Linked DNA regions of Mus musculus: regions 1, 2, 3 and 5 are each linked to region 4. The links are chromatin contacts, called in public Hi-C, HiCAR-type and HiChIP or PLAC-seq maps. All regions are on one chromosome and are shown on one strand. Each heading gives the region's core, a stretch centred on a gene start, on an enhancer-like site or on the middle of the called end of the contact. The rest is flanking DNA. Distances are from core to core; before and after follow the strand shown. Region 1 overlaps Nme7 (NME/NM23 family member 7). Region 2 has its middle 92 kb from the start of Dpt. Region 3 has its middle 87 kb from the start of Gm26685. Region 4 holds the start of Atp1b1 (ATPase, Na+/K+ transporting, beta 1 polypeptide). Region 5 has its middle 140 kb from the start of Dpt.

Region 1 (3,613 bases), core at 548-3,047, 130 kb before region 4:
ATTAGACAGAGTATCTGTGATTGTGTGAGCTTCCCGCAGATGCATAGGCAGAGCCTCCTTCAGTTTACCTGCTGTGATGTGTGTTCTGCAGCTCACAACCCCCCAGGGTCTTATGTGCATGGGGCATAATTATATACAACTGGGAGGGGGGATGCTGCTCAGGAAGTAGCTGGAATCTCAGATGGAGATCTGATGTCCCTCCTCCCATGCTCCTTCTGTGGGGGAACATCAACAGGCCCCCTCAGGATGCTGGAGTGATCCCAGCTGCTCTGACTAATGAGGAGCTGGCGGGTATGCAGGAGCCCAGCGTTCCACAGCCACCCTGCTTCTGATTCAGCCGCTCTAAGAAACAGTTTTGGGCTTAGCTAGTGAACGAGCCTGAATTTAATCCCACCACTATCAAAACCAAAACAATTTTTTTTTAAAAGCAGAATTTTTTCACTATAATGTAATGTTTGAATATTCTCTATAAAGTATTTCTGAGAGAAATGGAAATGTTCAGTGAAGATGGGATGAGATTATTCCTGTAACCATTGGACACATTATGGAACTAACTCAGGGTGGCTCTGCTCTCTGGGTGTCCTACGAGAATCAGTTTCTCCTGGAGTTCACCTACAAGGCCAGACCTGGAGAAAGCAGGGTGCAGTTCCTGGGTTTAGCTCAGTCACATGACAGGCTTTGCGATATTACGCTGGTCGAGTGTATCCTGTGGAACTCAGTTTCTTTATCTATGAAATGAAGGGTTTGAACAAAGCCAAACCAAACATTGGTATCACCTGGAAAATGAGAAATCATCTTTTTTGATAGACATGGCTCAATGAAATTGAAAAGTAAAATTTTGAAAATGAGTAAGGTCTGGGAGTGTGTGTGTGTGTGTGTGTGTGTGTGTGTGTGTTTCACTGAGGCAAGTCATGGTTATAGAGGAAACTGGCTATTTTTTCCAGATGACACACAGGGTACCTCTCTGCCTGTAGTTTCTATTGTAAACTCTACGTCATAACTCGAAGAATCCCTACCTGAGAGCTTAGGAGTGTCTGAAGCTTTTGAAAACAGTGGAAATCACCTCGTCAGTTGTTCTGTCTGGAGCTTCCTCATCTGAGAGGAGTGAACAGAGGCCTGTCTCGCTTCTGTTTCTCAGAGGCGAACACTCTCCCCTGCTGTTTTTACAAGATGATACAGCTGTGCAACTACTGAGAGGAGAGACATTTACACATTAGTGCAATAGTCTACACTTGCCAAACTCCTGAGTTTAAGATATTAAAACTTCTAGCAATGGAGTCTCTTAGTAGCTTGTTGATAATTTTGAAGTAAACTTGACTGCGGACCAAGCATGAGTTGTTAAAGTAGTCGGATCCCGAGCTCGAGTTCCAAAGACTGCTGACTGAATGGAGACAATTGACTGGCCTTGAAGAGATGATTAAACTGACCTTTGAAATACACAAGTGTATTTAATCAGAAACTAGCAGGACAAATTTCTAAGAAAAGAGTACTTGAGTATAATAGCAAAGATTTGTTTGTGTAAATATTTGGAAGTCCTTAGAGTGCTTATACGGTACTGATAAAATTCTTTGTTTTCCTTCACAGAATCAGAGCGAGAGATTCGCTTTCATTGCAGAGTGGTATGATCCAAATGCTTCATTGCTCCGACGCTATGAGCTGCTGTTTTACCCCACAGACGGATCTGTTGAAATGGTAACTGAGGACTGGAAAGATGGTTCCGTGGGTAATGCGCGTGCTGTGTGAGCATGAGAATCTGACCCTCAGCGGGCAGGTGAACAGTCAGGCATGGCGGTGCCTCCTCGTAATCCCAGCTCTGTGGGAGCAGATTGTGGACTTGCTAGCTGTGTGGTCTAGCTCAGTGGGTAAGCCCCAGGTTCAGTGAGAAGTCCTGTCTCAGATTATAAGGTGAGCCAGGTGTGGTGGTGCACATCTTTGATCTGGTATTCCAGAGGCAGAGAGGCAGAGGCAGAGAGGCAGAGAGAGGCAGAGAGGCAGAGAGAGAGAGGCAGAGAGAGGCAGAGAGGGAGGCAGAGAGGCAGAGGCAGAGAGGCAGAGAGAGGCAGAGAGGCAGAGAGAGAGGCAGAGAGAGGCAGAGAGGGAGGCAGAGAGGCAGAGAGAGAGGCAGAGAGGCAGAGAGAGAGGCAGAGAAGGCAGAGAGGCAGAGAGAGAGGCAGAGAGGCAGAGGCAGAGAGAGGCAGAGAGAGAGGCAGAGAGGCAGAGGCAGAGAGAGGCAGAGAGAGGCAGAGAGGCAGAGAGAGAGGCAGAGAAGGCAGAGAGGCAGAAAGAGGCAGAGAGAGAGGCAGAGAGAGGCAGAGAGGGAGGCAGAGAGGCAGAGAGAGAGGCAGAGAGAGAGGCAGAGAGGCAGAGAGAGAGGCAGAGAAGGCAGAGAGGCAGAGAGAGGCAGAAAGAGGCAGAGAGAGAGGCAGAGAGAGGCAGAAAGAGGCAGAGAGAGAGGCAGAGAGAGGCAGAGAGGGAGGCAGAGAGGCAGAAAGAGGCAGAGAGGCAGAGGCAGAGAGACAGAGGCAGAGAGGCAGAGGCAGAGAGACAGAGGCAGAGAGGCAGAGGCAGGTGGATCTCTAAATTTGAGGTCAGCCTGGTCTACAAAGGAAGTTCCAGGACAGCCAGGGCTACACAGAGAAACCCTGAGAGGCCTTGCCTGAAAACCAAAGAACCTCCCCCAAACAAAACAAAACAGAGCAAACAATGCAGGTAAGGGGGATAGCTCCCGAGAACCAGGTCTGAGGTCACCTTTGGCTTGCATGCATGTGCATGACTGTCCATTCATACATGGGAGCTCACACACTGGTAAATAACCTTTGTTTGCTTAAAAGTTAGCAAAATTATTTCCTATGGGACGGGGAGAAGACTGAAGCTGCCTTTCTGTATGGTTGATTTTGAAATGGCATTTGGGATGTATTTTTTTAATTTATTTTTTATTGAAAATTATATTGTTTCCATACAACAGATTTTGATTACAGTTTCCCCTACCCCAACTCTTTCTAGATATTCCTCCTACACCCTTTCTTTCTCTCTTTCATTAGAATACAAGCAGGCATAAAATAAAAACAAACCAGAATATGACAAAACAAACAGAAAAAGTTCCAAAGAAAAGCTCAAGGGACACGTAAAGACACTGAGACACACACATCCATGCACACCGTGACCACCTGCAGGATCACACACACATCCATGCACACTGTGACCAGCCTGCAGGATAACACACACACACATCCATGCACACTGTGACCAGCCTGCAGGATCACACACACATCCATGCACACTGTGACCAGCCTGCAGGATAACACACACACACATCCATGCACACAGTGACCAGCCTGCAGGATCACACACACATCCATGCACACTGTGACCAGCCTGCAGGATAACACACACACACATCCATGCACACAGTGACCAGCCTGCAGGATCACACACACATCCATGTACACCGTGACCACCTGCAGGATCACACACACACACATCCATGCACACAGTGACCAGCCTGCAGGATCACACACACATCCATGCACACTGTGACCAGCCTGCAGGATAACACACACACACATCCATGCACACTGTGACCAGCCTGCAGGATCACACACACATCCATGCA
Region 2 (3,933 bases), core at 332-2,831, 250 kb after region 4:
TGGCAAGCCAGTAGTTAGTCTCTTTTTCAGCCATGTACTGGAACTCAGTGACTGATTGAGGAGTGGCAGTAAGTAGGATACTGAAGCCAGATGCCCCAGGTAAAAGCTTTTCTAGGATTCTAACTGAAGAAACTATTCTGAAGGGCATCCTACCCATCCATAGTTCTCTGAAGATTTCGCAAAGGACTGATGGAGTCTGCTAAGTCTCACCTTCAAGTGTGAATTCCGACATGTTTTATATTCATCAAATGTAATGAATAACTATCAACTAACATGAACTATAATAAGAGGAATATAATTAATAAAAACATCTTTGAAAATGTAGGTGCTATCTAAAAGTAAGCACGGCCTTTGCTATATTTCATATCAACGACAGCATAGTAACCAATAGCTTGAGGCTTCAGTTACCGTGGACATCTGACATCTGTCCATGGGCCTCCTGGGTAAATCCTAAAGGAGCTGCCTGGCATTGAATGCATTTATTTTTCTAACTAGAGAAGCTACTAACACATATAACCCTGAAGATCAACATATCAGTATCTCAGCTCCACCTCCAGTGTTGACTGCCAATCCGCTCTGAGGTTTTCATGAAATAATTTATGCATGTCAGGACCACACTTTATGATCACCCAGAGGTTTATATTTCATGAAACACTGTCTACTTTGAGCCTACTAAGAGTCCTCGCAAAATGCTGATCACAGCCTCATGCTATAGCGGTCAGGTAAGTTAGGGAGTCAAGTCTTGGTCTTACAAGAGTCAGTTTAATGAAAAAGATAAAAATTATACATGTACCTGAGCTTGTGAGTACTCATACACCTCTGTATATGGCACACACACACACACACACACACACACACACACACACACACACTTCTATGATAGAAAAAAAAGCAGCTAATGTATATTTTATATGGGAGAGTATCAGAAAACATATTGGTATTAAACTGAGAGAAGCAGTACAGACTCAAAGGTAGACCATCTAAAAGGACTTTAACTTGTATCCTTTGGTTCTAAGTTCAAGTGTTTTCTCTCACCCTTTGCTGCATGTTTTACTGTTTGCCCATTCAAAGCAGGCATGGCTAGTGTAATGTTTAACTATAGACAAATGACTTTCCCCTGTTCCAAAGGCATTTAGTAGGGGTGACAGAGACACGTGATTGCCTGAATAGCTCTAAAGTTCAAGGAACCTCCAGCTCCTGTAACAATAACCTTATGTTCCCAGGATAAACAGCTAGGGAGAGGAAGATAGCTTTCCCCACGTGTCTGGAAGTTCCTAGCTTTTCTGAACCCCACTGTGGTAAAGTCGCCAGTATTTCCTGATCCTTGTACTAGGCCTGTTCTTCAATTACCCATCAGTACTGTCTCACAACGATACCAATCAGGTCCTAGGTGATTCTGGTCTGAGCACATTACAAGGATGTGATGTATAAGTTGTAATTGTTCCAAGTGGCTCAATGTAGGTAAATGTTAGTCCATTTAGGTACAGACTTTACAAAAACTGCAGTCCCCTAACTCATAAAGATGACCTCTAACTCATAACTGAAGTGTTCCGCTGCCCAAGAATGGAGACGACCTGGTTGTCAGTGGAGATTTAGGAACTGGCTGTTCCATTCATTGTGGAGCAAAGGTGGGTGATTCTAACTCACCTGCTCCCTGATTGATTGCCCGGCTGCTGACGATTGGCTGTTTGGGTTGGGACGAAGCAGTGACCATTTTGTTTTTGTAAGCCAAAAAAAAAAAAAAAAAAAAAAACAAAAACAAAAAAACAAAACAAAAAAAAATCAACCAAAACAAAACCCACAAAACAAGCAAACAACGCATGGCACCTCTTCATGAGGTGTTTGCCTCTGTTGGTTCTGTGTCTTCTCAGCCCTGTAGCAGGAAGGAAGCAGCCTGTTAGGGTTGGTGACTTACACAGAGCCATTCTCTGGTTTCCCTTTTCTTCTGGATGCCACAGTGATAGGTAGGGGGCACACTGCAGGGGCTAGCACTGCCTGCCAGAGAAAGGGAAGCATCACGAAGTCAATGCGGGTCTAGGAACTAGGACAAAGCTTGACCTTGAACATACCCTGTTTGCTTCATCTGAGAAACACAAGTATTCAGAGGACAAGAGCCGTGAGGCCTTCCAAAGTGGCCACTCGAACGAACAACTCCAAGACCAAGAGGGAAAGGGACAAGTTGAGCGCCAGCAAGCAGTTTTTGCTAGGCATACCCAGAATGAGCCTGTTTATTCCTGGGCCTTTACATTGCCATGGCAACCAACATGGCCATGCGCTGCGTGTATTGTGTTTACTACCCTTTACAGGGCTCAGCACAGTGCTGCCGACACATAACAGAAAATCAATGAACACTGTCGAATGACCTTTGTAGCTATCTATTTATGGTGAAATCTCATTAAACCACTTCTTTCTCTACAGACAAAAGGAAAAAAAAATCAACTCAGCCTTGACACTTGGGTAAATAAGGAAAAGAGGTGCGTACAGGCAAAAGGACGAATCAAAATCTTAAGAACTTTTGAAAGGTGTGCATATGTTTATTTCTCTCTGTTATGCTATAGTTTACCTTTCTGTTATTTCTACATTTCTTTTGCTTGTCCGTCTTTCTCTCCTTTGATGAGAGACAAGTACTCATTATGTCGTTGAAGTTACCCGAGGACTTGCTATGTAGCCTAGGCTGACCCTAATTCAAAACTTCCCCATTTTAATGTCTCTAGTGCTGGAATGAAAAGCACGTATCTCTGTGCTCAGCTCTATTTAACTTTCTATAATTAAAATGTGTGCTGACTTTTATAGTGAAAAAAAAAAAAACCCGTAGCAAACGTTCCAAAAATATAAAATCCTCTTTAAAAAAATCATCTGTCTTCTGGAGCAATAGCAACTATCTACTGATTCTGTAATGTCTGGTCGAAAGGTGGCTAGGGGTAGACTTATGTGCATGGGTCTAAAAGAGAGGTTACATCATTCTATAACAGGCAGAGGATGTATTTAATACATTTTCCCAGTATAAAAACATGATGCAGTTCTAACATGAACAGGTACAGGAGTGATTTTTCCATCTGATTAATTCTGTAGCCTTATATCTCTATCTGGGCTCATCTCCTTACATCCTGCGTGACTTAGCTTTGTTTTCTGTTACTATAACTGAGTATTCCTGGTTGAGTGACTTATAAAGCACAGAAGTTTCTTTGGCTTTGGTTCCAAGGTCTAGGAATCCAGAATGGTCATTTGAGTATCACCACATGGTCAAGGGCAGCAGGTAAAATAGAGCCAGGGTCCTCGAGGGTCTCTTTCTCCTCCTGGTGAAAAGAGGAAGACAGAGATATCAGTCTGTGACCTCATCTAATTTTAATTACCCACTGAAGGCTTTATCTTCAAATACTATCAACATAAACTTGGGAACTGAGTTTTCAACATATGAACGTCGGGAGAGCAGTCAAAGAACAGCAAGCACCCTGACTCCCCCGTGTCACTTCCTGATGAGGGGAATTTTCGTCCACTGCTGTGTCTTTGCACTTTCTCATTGTATAAACCATCCCTTGCATGTTCCTTTGCTCCCTGAGGACCTACCATAAACCCAAGTGCCAGCACTGACCACTCTCTGGCACCTTGGAATATCTGATGGATGAATCTGAGAAGAACACTGGCCACTTCCGGTGAGTTCTGGTGACATGCTCATGGCAACTGTTGTCACGGTGGCAGAAGAAAGGATCATGAAAAGGTTTACTTAAAATGGTAATGGAAGTCAGAGAAAAAGTGAGAACTCACTGTAGCCAACTCCTAGAGACGTAAACTACTTTGTCGTTTCCATGGTGACTTCTGGCTTTCCTTTATTGTTTTTTTTGTCTGGAAATATCATCTGAGGTGATGCTGTCTGTATCTGATCTGTCACGTTTTTTTTTTTCTTCAACAGCAAGACCACCCAAGTCAGTGTCT
Region 3 (4,227 bases), core at 1,073-3,572, 130 kb after region 4:
GCACGGTCATTGGGAACTCTGGTTCCCTCTATTTTGTTATTTGTCCTCAAAGAACACCTTGAATTTTGTGGCTCAGGATGGTTGTGTCACCATCACATCCGTATTCCACCCAGCTGGAAGGAAGGAAAGAAATATGAAACACACTTACACTAGTGAGTACTAGTTACGTTGCTGTAATAAAATACCCTGTCAAAAATAAGTTAAAGAAAGGCTTTATTTTGGTTTAAAGTTCCAGACAACCCGTTATTCAGTAAAGGTGGGACATCAGGAGTCAGAAGCCTGCCCAGAAGACAGGAAATACTGTGGTCACATATAACAGGACTTTCTGGACCTGCCAGTGGTTAAGTAACGATGTAGAAACTTATAATATTTATAAGAGTTTAGGCGTTTAGCTTGGGCTACCTCCTAGCTAGCTCATCTAACTGAATCTTATTATCCTAGCGCACAATTAGTTTTTTTTCTCAACATTTTGAAATATGATTTTAATTGAAATAGAAGTACATTACTTTCCCCCTCCCTCCCCTCCCTCCAGCCCCTTCCTGCTGACCCGTCCTTAATGCCTCCCATGTTCCCCGACTCTCTATTGTGGTCTTTTTTTCTTTCTTATGGGTTCTTCCCAGAAGTACAAATAAAATGTTCATTCTGACACCAGTGGGAGATTATACTCCTGGACTCATCAGATGGACAGTGCTACCTTTCCTAGCACAGAAGCATGGCTTTTGGTAGTATTTTGACATTGTAATTTTAGTGAGATATTTGGGGAAACGCCATCAGAGTCTAACCCTTGAATCTCTCTCTCAGTGCCAGGATGCCCAACCCCCTCCATCTCCTAGAGATCATCTCCCAGAGATCCTCGCTCAGAATGGAAGTCCTGCCTTCCCTTTCCTGCCTAGCTATTGGCTGACAGAGTTTTCTTAAGGCAATCAACAGTTGAGAGAGGAAGAGAGTTTACAAACCATGAGGCTGGTTATGAGCCATAGGAACATCAATAACAACAATGCCAAGATTCTGCTAGCTCTGGGCTAGTACAGCAATCAACAATTGACAGTGCAGAGATACCTTTACACCAATGTACCTGTTGAGGTACATACACATAATACAGTACTCAATACTGTTGAGTCACATTTCATCTGCACACAAGGGGGGAGAGAGACAGAGGGAGAGAAACAGAGAAAGACAGAGAAACACAGAGAGAAACAGAGATGGGGGAGAGAGAGACAGAGACAGACAGAGAGAGAAAGAGCAGACGTCCAGGCTGTAAAAACTCAGAGGCAGTTCCCATTTATGTGTTTACTTCCCCCAGCAAAGCTCTGCCTTCTTAAAGTTCCATAACTTTTCTAAACAGCTACCAACTGAAGATGAAGTATTCAATTACACAGCCTATGGGGGACATTTCTCACCCACACCACAAGTAATGATGAGACAGTGTGGTCACAGCCATAGAAAATGTGTATCCACAACTCAGGGATGCTGTTGGCCTTCAACATCCTTGGCTTTAGATCTATTCCTATTTATTTTGTTTCTCTATCATATAGCAGAGTCCTGTAGGCTATTTCTTCTAGGTCCCTTTGCTTGCATGTTTTCAAGGATTCACCCCAGTGTAAGATAGCAGGCTAGAGGAAGGGTGAAGCTGGGATATTTTCTCCCATCTGCTTTTGCTTCGTGCTATGACTGTAGTGGTAGCTGTATTATGTGTGTGACCCAACCCTCAATGCCCTATAGGTTCTAGGGACTCTGCCTTTTTTGTCTTTTTAGTCCATAGGTGGTACCAACTCCTTGAATGTTCGTTGGTTCCTAAGTTGCTTTACCATGCTCTTGGGTTTGCGTCTTTCACTATCTGAAATCATTTTCTTGTATTAAACACCCAAGCTGTGAGAAGTCAGAGCTCAGCTTTATCTAGAGGTGACATCATAAAGAAAGTAACACTTATCACTGCAGGGCTGCAGACTTCCATGGACATGAATTCCAATATGGATCCCAGGTCTGGAGAAGAGCACAGGTAGAGATAACTGAGGTGATGTAGGTCAGGGAGGACAAGGGACCACAGATGAGGACCCCTCGGTGAGTCAAAGTGCTTTTGGGAAGCAGGGCATTTCTCCAACCCTGAGACGTGGTACACTTCAGACATCATCGTATGGCTGAGTATTATTCCTGCTGTGACAACTGCGTACTGGTCTTCCATAGGAAATTGAACAGTCTTATTTTTTTAAATCTAAAATCCTAAAAAATATTCTGCCAGATGCTTCACTCATCCTGTGTCCCTCCCCATCCGCCTATTCACATTGGCATGTGGACATGTTCCCACCAAATGAGTCAGTCAGATCGGAACATTAGTCTATTGGAGCAGATGTCACTTTAAGAAAACAACATTTCACCATTGCACAAAGCTTACCAATAGCATCTATCATGTGGCGATGGTGCTGATCTAAAGGAAAGGGGTAATTTTTGGTGAATTCAAAGGAGATAAGATGGCTATAATTATAGGGCATTGCTTCTAACTAATCCCAGAAAGAAGAAAGGCTGTTTTGTATCATGTTGAGATAGGGGAGGGAGGAGGGAGGGACTTGGCAAGGAGGGTAGGCTGTCAGAGGGAGGAGGTGGGAGATGGCAGTGTTTAGGGATGGTATTTTTGTGTCTTACTTACCCTGTCTCAGACTAGACGCTTCCCAGCAAGTAAACAAGACCTTTGAAGGTCGCTGAGGAGAGAATCCAAGGGATTTGCTCAGTGAGAACACCTCCCTGTATCTCACAGGTTTCCTAACCACAGCTCCTCTTTCCAAGCCCTCATAAATCCGCCTGCTGCCTGTCGTGGTATCATCTCATATTGGTCTAGTGTAGAATCTTCACCTCTCAAACGCAACCAGTATGAAACACAAGGCAGTTCGTTAGCGGGAGCTTTATGATTGTGGTGGTGACAACCATCTGCTACTGTGACCTAACCTTTTGTGCATTCACACATAGATTCCCTAACTAGGTCGACACTGTGTGTTGAATGTCATCCTCAGATTCTCTAGCTTCCCATGTATGACATAAGTTCTCAGTGCATGTTGACTGATTGGTGAGGTATCAATGCAAGTGGCTGTGAGGTTCAATGGCCTCCCCAATGGGAGGCAGAAACTAGTATATTTTGTGGAGGAAGGAAATTAGCATCTATAGAGAACCTATGAGCCAGGCCTTCTACTGCAATTATTTTACTTCAGCATTGAGAAAGACTGCACAATAAATATACTCAAATTAGTGCTGAGGGAATGGAGATTTGGAGAAATTGAGGTTAGTTTATCAATGCTACAAAACTCATAGGTTACAAAAGCTAGGGATTTAATCATATGGTCATTTGATTTCAAATTTTATGCCCCTTTAAAATGAAGCTTTATTGTCAAGGGACATCCCCTCCCCCCACTTCACTTCTTTCAACCTGACCAAAATCAGATGATTCTCACAGGCTGTTTTAGCAGTTGAAGACTTTTCAGTCTGTCTGACTGAACTTTGGAAATACTCTTAGGAATAAAATGAGGTAGAGAAATAGCCTCCCTGCCATGTTCACAAGCTGGGAGATGTTGTATTGCAAAGGTAAGAGTAGCTAATGTTGAAAATACAGTTACCTTTGTTAGATTACTAAATTTAAAATAGAGAGATTGCCATGAATTATCTGAGGGGCTCCAACAAAGTCACAAGGTTCTTTAAACAAGGAGGAAGGGAGACAGAGTGATGCAGAGTGGGAAGAACTCGCATGTCAGTGTGGGATTTGATGGTGGAGCAAGAGTCTATGAGCCAAGGAGCATGGGTTCCAACTAAGACCTGGAAATGCAAGGGAGTGCTCTTTTGTGGAGTTTCTAGAAAGAAATTAATCTCTCCAACATTCGATTTCATCCCGCTGCCACCTGCCCCAGATCGCTGACCTTCAAAACTGAGATAATAAATTTGTATTGTTTCCTGACCCTTGTTACAGCAATGTTAGGAAACGAATACAAGAGGCAACAGTAAGTCAACTCCTGGTCCAAACTTGCACAGACCTCGAGAACAGGCTTGATGGGTTTGAGGTCAGATAACACATGGATGAGAAGGAAAGGATAATTCAGGTGACACTGGAGAGTAGACCAGAACGGAGTGCAGAGATGACTGGAAGGCAGGGAGCAAGAGTACTTATTTCTTGGGGGGACATCTTCTGGGGAAACATGAAGAAATGGCTACTTCATCCCTGATAGGGAACCAATAACAGACCAAAAT
Region 4 (3,850 bases), core at 128-2,627:
CCGCAGTCACGACTCATGGATTTGTCTACAACTATGCCCTTCAAAATGACCTTAAAAAAAAAAACCTAGTACCTTTCCAGTGTAAGGAGGTAAAAAACAAACACGGTATGTAATTTTCAATGGGGTATGAGGGGGAGTCCAGCCAAGGAAGCAACAGGCTGCATGAAATGCTCTAATATAACCTGTTTCTTCGTTTGTATCATGAAGAGCTTAAAAACACCATGTCTAGCCAAGGCTTAAAAAACGAGCCATGAATGGAGCTCACTGGGCCATTTCTGGGCTGTGATGACTGCAATGTGTGAGGACTGCAGTGTGGATGCATTTCTTCTCCCCGTTCCTATCCATTCTAGATACATTTCTAGACTGGAAGAATGATGCTATCTATCGCAGCATCGTCTGCATTAGAACAGGTACGCTCGTGAGTTCTGCTCACGGCCCCAAATCTCGTTTTTCTAAGGTCTTGGGAGATGGAAAGGGAGGGTACATACATAGGCTCCTGGAACCTGACCGAATTTCCCAGGAGGAAAGGCTTAGGAAACGAAGATCCCTACCATACCCAAAACCCTAGCTCCAGCTCCCCACCCGAGGCGCATCCTGGGGACCCCCCACATTTGTCACTGGATGCCAAGCCCAGGGCCGCACGCTCCTAGCAGCTCCTACCACCCACTCCCTAACACCCTGGTCAGCCCCGCGGGCGCCGAACTGTCCGCAGTGCTCGCGTACAGACGCGCCTCCTAAGAAAAGCCAAGGCGCCGACGGCAGAGCCGCGGAGCGCGTACTTACACCAACTACCACCGGTCCTGCCCAAAAACTCCTTCTTCTCCGAGTTCCAGATGAATTTCTTCCAGCTGCCTTCCTCCTTGGCTTTTCCGCGGGCCATGGTGTCTGCTCAGCAGTGGCGGCCGAGGCCGAGGGAGGGCGAGTGCGGCGCGCGCCCTGGGCGTCCTCGCGGCGGCTGCTCGGTGTCCCCGCGGCCCGGCTCTGTCTCCGAAAGCGAGACGCGCCGCTGCCGCTGCGGCTCTCCGAGTGCGAGGCGCGCCGCGGAGCAGCCTAGGCAGAGCGGGAGGAGGGGGAGGTGCGGCGGGGGCGGAGGGAGGAGGGACGAGGGAGGAGGGCGCGCGCGGGCTGGGCGGCTCCGAGCCCCGCACCTAGAGGTGGGCGCGCGGCCGCTCTCGGGCTTTCCCCGCACTCCGATCGCCTTCCGGGGGGCTCAGCGAACCCCGCAGCTGCTGCTTCAAGCTGTAGCTGCACCACTCTGCTTGCTGTGACCTCTGGCGAGATGGACCAGGGACAAGGAGGGAAAGTCACCGGGAAGGGCGAGCGGAGTGGAGCGCGGGCTCGGCACACGGGCGCGCAGGCCAGGAGCCGAGAAATTGGCTGAGGGCGCACGCCCTACCTTTACTATATACCGCGCCTCCACCATCCGTAGCTCCGCCTACCGGCGGCACGGCAAGCCAATCGCCAGCGCCGAGAAGGCGGGGCCTGAGCCCCCGAAGGGGCGGGCGCGGGGCCCCGCACAAAGGAGCCGGCAAAGCTAAAGGGGCTGGCACCGCAGCAGGGGTGCGGAGAGGGACTGGGGGCGGGTGAGTACTGCTCCCGCAGCTCTGCTGGCCCTCTCTCTGCCCCGAGCTGTGCCTGGACAATCCTCCTCGTCCTCCCGGCCCCCGCTCGCCAATGCTGTGGCCTGCACCTGCATCGCTCTCTGGGAACCTCGGAGACCTCAACTCCTTCGTACTGGTCTTACCCCTTCGTACTGGTCGGGGTTTACTGCAGGTCCACCTCCCCTAGGCCATGGCCAGGTGGGGGAAGGTCACTCCAGGACGCTAGTGACTCTGCCCAGCTCTGCTCCGCCTCTCTGCTTATGCACCTGCCGCCCCCTCGCACTCTCTGCCACTGCGGTTGCAGTTCCGGCCCGTCCCTCTTCTGCAGGCCAGCCCAGCGGGCAGCCTCGGTTCCTGACTCCTGGTCTGTGCTTGTGGGCGGCCTGAACCACCTCAATCCGGACAATTGCCAAACCCACCCTGGGCTGTAGCTGGGAACCGGTTGTGGCTCCTGCCAGTCTAGACCCCGGGGAACAATTTATGCACGTGACCCAGCCACCTAAGACTCTCCTGGCCCAGGTCTGTGGCTGGTATTCCCATTGGCTTACTGTTCTGTCTCACTGGGGGCACCCCTACCCTATACTGTAGAATTCTTGGAATGACAGAGCACTTGGGAAGACCCAGCTCACATGTCAAGATGTCGCAGAGCACTGTGTTGGACATGACCATTCTTTCCATCCTTGTTGGCTGAAAATCCGCCCTTATTTTCATCCACCGAGCCCCTGAACAGCTTTCCACACAGCTCTTATGGTGATGACACAGCAGAAAACATGGCGAGGCTTCTGCAGTGGCTGCAGAAAAGCCTGTCCCTGGAGCGACCTGGCCGGTCGCGCAAAGAGCTAGCTTCTTATCAAAGACCTTCCCAACACAGAGATGGGTTCCCAAGACACCCTGCCATTTTCAAGGTCAATCTTGCAGGCCCAAGGACAAAACCGAAGGGATGCAAAAATGAGCTTTTTCTCATTAATCCCACTTGCAAGACTGAAGAAAACCTTAAAATACCCAAAATTCAGGGGAGACATAGCAACTGAGTCTCATGGAGTCCACAGGGGCTGCCGACCCACTGTGTCAAGGACAACTGTGAGAGCAGCTTGTTGAGAAAGAAGTCACTCTGCTTTGCCCCTGCAGCGTTTATTTTGGAAAAAACCCAAGTTTGTGGTTGGTAAGCTATTAGAAGAGACTGTACCTGTAGATTTGATGCCACTGTCTCTAGGCAGAACTTACATTGTGGAGGGGATTCCGCAGACCAGACCACTGGGAGGTGTGTGTGTGTGTGTGTGTGTGTGTGTGTGTGTGTGTGTGTGTACCTCATATATATATGAGGGAGGAAACCCCGTGGGCAGAATCAGGAAAAAAAAAACCATAAGGAATAAGTAGGGTGTAAGTAGCTTCAAAAGGGATGAGACTTGGCTGGAGTTTGATGGTTTCTGCCTATAATCCCAGACTGGAGATAGGCAGGAGGATTACACATCTGAGGAAGAAAGAAAAGTGAGTAAGAGGACTCTTAAGACTGATGCGGTGACCATTCCTCATAGCCAGTGTACCTCAAACCCCCAGAACAGTTTGCAAACAGTTCATCGTGGCAGGTTTTAAATCAGAACTTTCTTTACTATTGAGAAAGAAAGAAAGAAAGAAAGAAAGAAAGAAAGAAAGAAAGAAAGAAAGAAAGAAAGAAAGAGAGAAAGAAAGAAAGAAGAGGAAAAGAAAAAGGAAAGGAAAGAAAAGAAAAGAAAAGAAAAGAAAAGAAAAGTGCTGCCCCTTAGCTGTCGACTTGTATGATAAATGCCAGTTATACTGGGAGTGGGGAGTGGGAGACAAGCTTGCTTGACTTTCTTGCCCTTGCCCGGTCTTCCTTGGGTAGATTTCTCCCCTTCTCAGGTGAGTTCCTCAGCTCTGCGCAGGTCAGGCATGCAGGGCCATCGCAGCATCCCCCTTTAGGTTCCTTAGAATCATCCCTGTTCCCACCAGAGCTAGTGTTGCCATGGGAGAACATGATCTCAGCCCACTTATGTGGGACCCATTTCTGTCTCTGGCTCACCTCAAGCTCCACCTGCCCAGCCAGTCTCCACCATCTGGAGCTGTCTTATGCATTTCACCATCTTCCCATCTAGAGCAGCCCTGGGAAAACCGAGACAGAGAGGTATTCACATTCCCCGCTTCCAGGTCTGCCAGCTTCTCCACTTTGGTCAAGGCGCTTGTTCACCAGGGCTGTTCCCAGGGCTGTAAAATTAGAGTGATACATTGTAGCC
Region 5 (3,931 bases), core at 942-3,441, 190 kb after region 4:
CAATGTTACTTTTGTTTCTATTTTGTGGAATAATTTAAAAATACTGACACTGACTCTTCTTTGAATAGACTTCTACACTAAAATCATCTACTGCTGAACTTTTTGTTGTTGTTGTTGTTAGACTTTTAATGACTGCTTCTATTTCACTAGGGGTTATAGGTCTATTTAAATTTCTTCTCTGATCTTGGGTTAACTTTTCTAAGTGGTGTTTATTGAGAAAATTATTCACTTCTTATAGATTTTCCAATTTGGTGGAGTACAGGTGTTTAAAGTAATTATTATTATGATTCTCTGGATTTCTTTGGTGTTATATCTCTATTTTCATTTCCAATTTTGTTAATTTGAATATTTTCTTTCTATTTTTAGTTAATTTGGATAAAGTTTTGTCAATCTTATTGATTTTTTTAAAAAGAACCAACTTTTTGTTTCATTGATTCTTTTTATTGTCTTTGTTGTTGTTGTTTTCTTGATTTCAGCTCTGAGTTTGATTATTTCTTGCCATCTACCTATCTGGATTTTTTTAGTGTTGTTATAGAACTTCAAGATGTTCTATTACTATTATAAAATCTCTTCATTTTTTAAAAAATATAGGTACTCAGTACTATGAACTTATCTCTTGGAACCACCTTCATTGGGTACCATAAGTTTAGGTATGTTGTGGATACAGTTTCCTTCAATTGTAGAAAGTTTTAATTTCTCTCTTAATTTCTGTCCTGGCCCACTTTTTATTCAGTAGTGAGTTATTTTGTTTCCACAAGTTTGTAAGAGTTCTCTTGTTTCTGTTGTTGTTTATATCCAGCTTTTATTGGTGGTGGTCAGATAGGATATAAGGTGTTCTTTCAATTTTCTTGTATCTGTTGAAATTTGCTTTGTGTTCAGGTATGTGTTTACTTTTGGAGAAAATTCCATGAGGTGCTGAGAAGAAGGCAAATTCTTTTATACTTGGGGAAATGTTCTGTAAATATCTGTTAGATCCAATTGGTTTATAATGTCAGTTAGCTTTGGTTTAAAGTCTATTATTTACAGATATTAAAATGACCATGCCAGTTTGCTTCTTAGGTCTATTTGCTTGAAATATCTTTTTACATTCTTTTTTCCCTGTCTAGCATTGACATTAAGGTGTGTTTCTTGCATGCAGCAGAAGGATGGGTCCTGTTTTTGCATTCATTCTGTTAGTCCTTTTATTGGGGAATTGAAACCACTGACTTTGAGAGATATCAATGAGAAATGTTTGTTGATTCCTATTATTTTGTTATTGTTGTGATAGTGGTCTGTATGTGTGTGTGTTTTTCCTGTCTTTTGATTTGTTGTTCTGAGATTATTTATTCCAGGTGACTTCTTGGGTGGGGTTAACTTCTTTACATTGGTTTTCCTTCTAGCTCTTCTGTAGGGCTGGATTTATAGATAGATATTGCTTAAATTTGGTTTTATCATGAAATATCTTATTTTCTCCACTTACTGTGATTGAAAGTTTTGCTGGGTAGAGCAATTTGGGCTGGCATCTTGGTGTTTTAAGAATTTGTAGAGTATCTATCCATGCCCTTCTAGCTTTTAGAGTCCCCACTGGAAAGTCAGGTATTGTTTTAATAGGTCTGGCTTTATATATTATTTGTTCTTTTCCCCTTGCAGCTTTTTAATGTTATTTCTTTTTTTGAATGTTTAATATTTTGATTATTATTTGTCAGGGGGACTTTCTTTTCTAGTCCAGTCTATTTGTTGTTTTGTATACTTCTTATACTTTGATAGACATCTCCTTCTTTTGTTTTTTTCCCATGAATTTGTCGAAAATAGTTTCTGTGCCTTTGACCTAGGTAACCTAGATTTCTTCTTCTTTCTCTATTCCTATTATTCTTAGTTCAAGTCTTTTCATAATGCCAGAATTTTTTTTAAAGATTTAATATTTACTGTGACTGAGGTATTCATATCTTGTATCTTGTCTTCAATGTCTGAGGTTCTCTCTTCCATCTCTTGTGTTCTGTTGGTGAAGCTTGCCTCTGCTTCCATCTCTTGTGTTCTGTTGGTGAAGCTTGCCTCTGCTTCCATCTCTTGTGTTCTGTTGGTGAAGCTTGCCTCTGAGGTTCCTGTTTGAGTTCCTCAATTTTTGTTTTCTTGCTTTCTCTCACTTTGAGTTCCCTTATTGATTCTATTTGCACTTTCAGGGCTTGAATTGTATAACCACTTCCTTCTATTTGTGTGTTCACAGATTTCTCTAGGGATTTACTCATTTCCTCTTTAAGAAACCCCTATCAGAGTCATCCCCAGGTCCCCTGTGCATATATTATAGTTATTAGTGTTTTATTGTGACTCCTGGCTCTGCGGGTGAGAGGACATCTGACTCTTTTGCTTACTCTTTGGACTCTTTTCCTCCTGTTATCCAACTTCAATATGAAAGTTTTTGCTTCGTCTTATTAGATTTCATTTGTCATGTTTGGTTGTTATCTCTTAGAAACCTGCTCTTTTCTAATGAGAGACAGAAAGGTGACCAATTGGGAGGAACTGGAAGGAATGGAGCGAGAGGAAACTATAATCAGCATATATTGTATGAGAAAACAGTCTATTTTCAATTTTAAAAAGAATCCATAGAATATTCACAAAGGCTATTTAAGATCTTTTTTCATGTGCTTCAGCTATGTTGCAATACTCAGGGCCTGCTGTGTTAGGTTTGCTGGGCTCTTGTGGAGACATCTTATCCTGTCATTGACTGTGTTTTTGTGCTGGCATGTAGGGACCTGAGTTTGGGAAGATTGCATTCAACACCATGCACACTGGAGCATCCTCAGCTGCTCAGAAACTTCTTTTTTCCCTGGAACTGACTTAGGTGCTGATATTGTTTGGGTCTGAAAAACCAAAACAGCCCAAGCAATCAGGAGAATCCAGCAAAGCATGATCTTTATTTGAATTAGGTAGCAAAAACTGACCAGTCAGTAGCTGGTTTTGAACATTCATCTTAGCAAGTATTTAAACAGATGACAAAATTTCATTATACTCAGGCTGCTACTGATTGATCAGGGCAGCAGAATAGACTTGGGAGCCAAACTGAAACCCTGAAGGGAAATTGTACATCATTTTTAAAGGATTGAACCACAAATTGAAGAAGACCAAAGTAGAATGTAGCATTGTCTAATTGTATTTTGACACAAGGTTGAGCAAGGAAGTAAATGTTGATGACTGGGCCCCATCTGGGTCACCTGGTTTCAGGGTCCTTAACTCATAGCTTTGATGGTCAGGCCTCCTCCTGAACTTCTGTCCCAGAACTCAAAATGATAAGAGAAAAAAAGGAATCTGGGGCAAGTTAATTAAGTCATAACAGGCAATACATTTACAACTCACGGATCTTAGTTTAGATAATCAGCAACTCCCCTCTTCCTGGTTAACAGACAAGCATGAAACACCTGAAGAAGCAGGATAGCAGGTAGGTTCTGGGGCCTGGGAATATGAACTCAGTTTTAATCCAGTCATCAAAGTGGAAGCTGTTCCTGAGATGGCTGGACTCAGGCAACTGTCTCTTTAAAAGTATCTGGTCTTGTCTTTGATGGGCAGGTGTTTTGGTCCTTAGTTTCTGTTGTCCTCTCTGGTTCTCAGGAGAGCTGATAGGTGTAGCCACTGGGTAGAATGTATTTCTAGGTATTGGGGGCTGACATTTAGTAATGGGGATGGGGTGGGGTGGTGCTAAGGGGGTTCACAGGAAGGAGGAAATGAGGGTGTTTCCCTAGATCTGCTTAGTCCCCGGAGAATAGGGACAGAGAGTGAGAGGAGGCTGAAGCAAATGGCCTGCTACAGACCTGATGACGAGCCTGGGGATTGGACTTGGGGGAATGGCTGGAGTGGCCTGAGGGTTCCTAGGGAATGAATGCCTGCTGGAGTTGGAAGGGATTGGGCAATGAGAAGGGAAGATATGCATGGTCCACTAGAGGTAGGGGAGGGGAAAAGG

Evidence for each region. Hi-C and Micro-C count contacts between places; a contact is called where the count stands out from the background. HiCAR-type assays count read pairs that join an accessible place to other places. HiChIP or PLAC-seq counts read pairs in DNA pulled down with a chosen protein or histone mark.
Region 1: a contact with region 4 is called in a Hi-C map of granulosa cells, with 1.7 times the contacts expected there. The contact joins the enhancer-like site here to the promoter of Atp1b1 in region 4. A contact is called at or near these places in 6 of 39 promoter capture datasets (the 3T3-L1 cell line, hippocampal neurons, liver and 1 more), 15 of 484 Hi-C or Micro-C datasets (Sertoli cells, adipose-derived mesenchymal stem cells, cardiomyocytes and 11 more), 7 of 115 datasets of contacts at active chromatin or transcription factors (astrocytes, embryonic forebrain, embryonic hindbrain and 3 more) and 2 of 9 other capture datasets (adipose tissue and pancreatic islet).
Region 2: a HiCAR-type map of kidney shows a contact between it and region 4, with 5 times the contacts expected there. The contact joins the enhancer-like site here to the promoter of Atp1b1 in region 4. A contact is called at or near these places in 9 of 39 promoter capture datasets (the 3T3-L1 cell line, the C10 cell line, the HPC-7 cell line and 4 more), 3 of 484 Hi-C or Micro-C datasets (all in liver), 10 of 115 datasets of contacts at active chromatin or transcription factors (VIP interneurons, astrocytes, extraembryonic endoderm stem cells and 7 more) and 2 of 9 other capture datasets (embryonic stem cells and liver).
Region 3: a Hi-C map of ventral hippocampal neurons shows a contact between it and region 4, with 4 times the contacts expected there. The contact joins the enhancer-like site here to the promoter of Atp1b1 in region 4. A contact is called at or near these places in 8 of 39 promoter capture datasets (the 3T3-L1 cell line, 3T3-L1-derived adipocytes, cranial neural crest and 5 more), 12 of 484 Hi-C or Micro-C datasets (B cells, cerebral cortex, cortical neurons and 5 more), 12 of 115 datasets of contacts at active chromatin or transcription factors (the 230-238 cell line, astrocytes, embryonic stem cells and 5 more) and 4 of 9 other capture datasets (adipose tissue, embryonic stem cells, liver and 1 more).
Region 5: a contact with region 4 is called in an HNF4G HiChIP or PLAC-seq map of pancreatic cancer cells. The contact joins the enhancer-like site here to the promoter of Atp1b1 in region 4. A contact is called at or near these places in 5 of 39 promoter capture datasets (the 3T3-L1 cell line, hippocampal neurons, liver and 2 more), 1 of 15 datasets of contacts at CTCF or cohesin (large pre-B cells), 2 of 484 Hi-C or Micro-C datasets (both in embryonic stem cells), 5 of 115 datasets of contacts at active chromatin or transcription factors (embryonic stem cells, forebrain, large pre-B cells and 2 more) and 4 of 9 other capture datasets (adipose tissue, embryonic stem cells, liver and 1 more).

What each region holds. Positions count from the first base shown.
Region 1 is chr1:164,326,709-164,330,321 of GRCm38.p6, forward strand. It overlaps Nme7 (NME/NM23 family member 7), which reads left to right. Exons shown (of 14, transcript NM_138314.4): 4 at 1,585-1,692. Among named protein-coding and RNA genes, the nearest start is that of Nme7, 21 kb to the left of the region's middle. Within about 2 kb of position 1,798, at least 19 of the 459 cell types and tissues checked have an H3K27ac peak or open chromatin away from gene starts, as enhancers often do. A contact at or near this core is called in granulosa cells, where this site is marked.
Region 2 is chr1:164,702,625-164,706,557 of GRCm38.p6, forward strand. No RefSeq gene overlaps it. Among named protein-coding and RNA genes, the nearest start is that of Dpt, 92 kb to the right of the region's middle. Within about 2 kb of position 1,582, at least 69 of the 459 cell types and tissues checked have an H3K27ac peak or open chromatin away from gene starts, as enhancers often do. A contact at or near this core is called in VIP interneurons, forebrain, hippocampal neurons and 2 more, where this site is marked.
Region 3 is chr1:164,587,964-164,592,190 of GRCm38.p6, forward strand. No RefSeq gene overlaps it. Among named protein-coding and RNA genes, the nearest start is that of Gm26685, 87 kb to the left of the region's middle. Within about 2 kb of position 2,323, at least 26 of the 459 cell types and tissues checked have an H3K27ac peak or open chromatin away from gene starts, as enhancers often do. A contact at or near this core is called in cerebral cortex, cortical neurons, forebrain and 2 more, where this site is marked.
Region 4 is chr1:164,456,978-164,460,827 of GRCm38.p6, forward strand. It overlaps Atp1b1 (ATPase, Na+/K+ transporting, beta 1 polypeptide), which reads right to left and starts at 1,378. Exons shown (of 6, transcript NM_009721.6): 1 at 784-1,378. The coding sequence starts at 880. Gm32391 (predicted gene, 32391) reads left to right here and starts at 1,546. Exons shown (of 4, transcript NR_168343.1): 1 at 1,546-2,763.
Region 5 is chr1:164,650,255-164,654,185 of GRCm38.p6, forward strand. No RefSeq gene overlaps it. Among named protein-coding and RNA genes, the nearest start is that of Dpt, 140 kb to the right of the region's middle. Within about 2 kb of position 2,192, at least 14 of the 459 cell types and tissues checked have an H3K27ac peak or open chromatin away from gene starts, as enhancers often do. A contact at or near this core is called in pro-B cells, where this site is marked.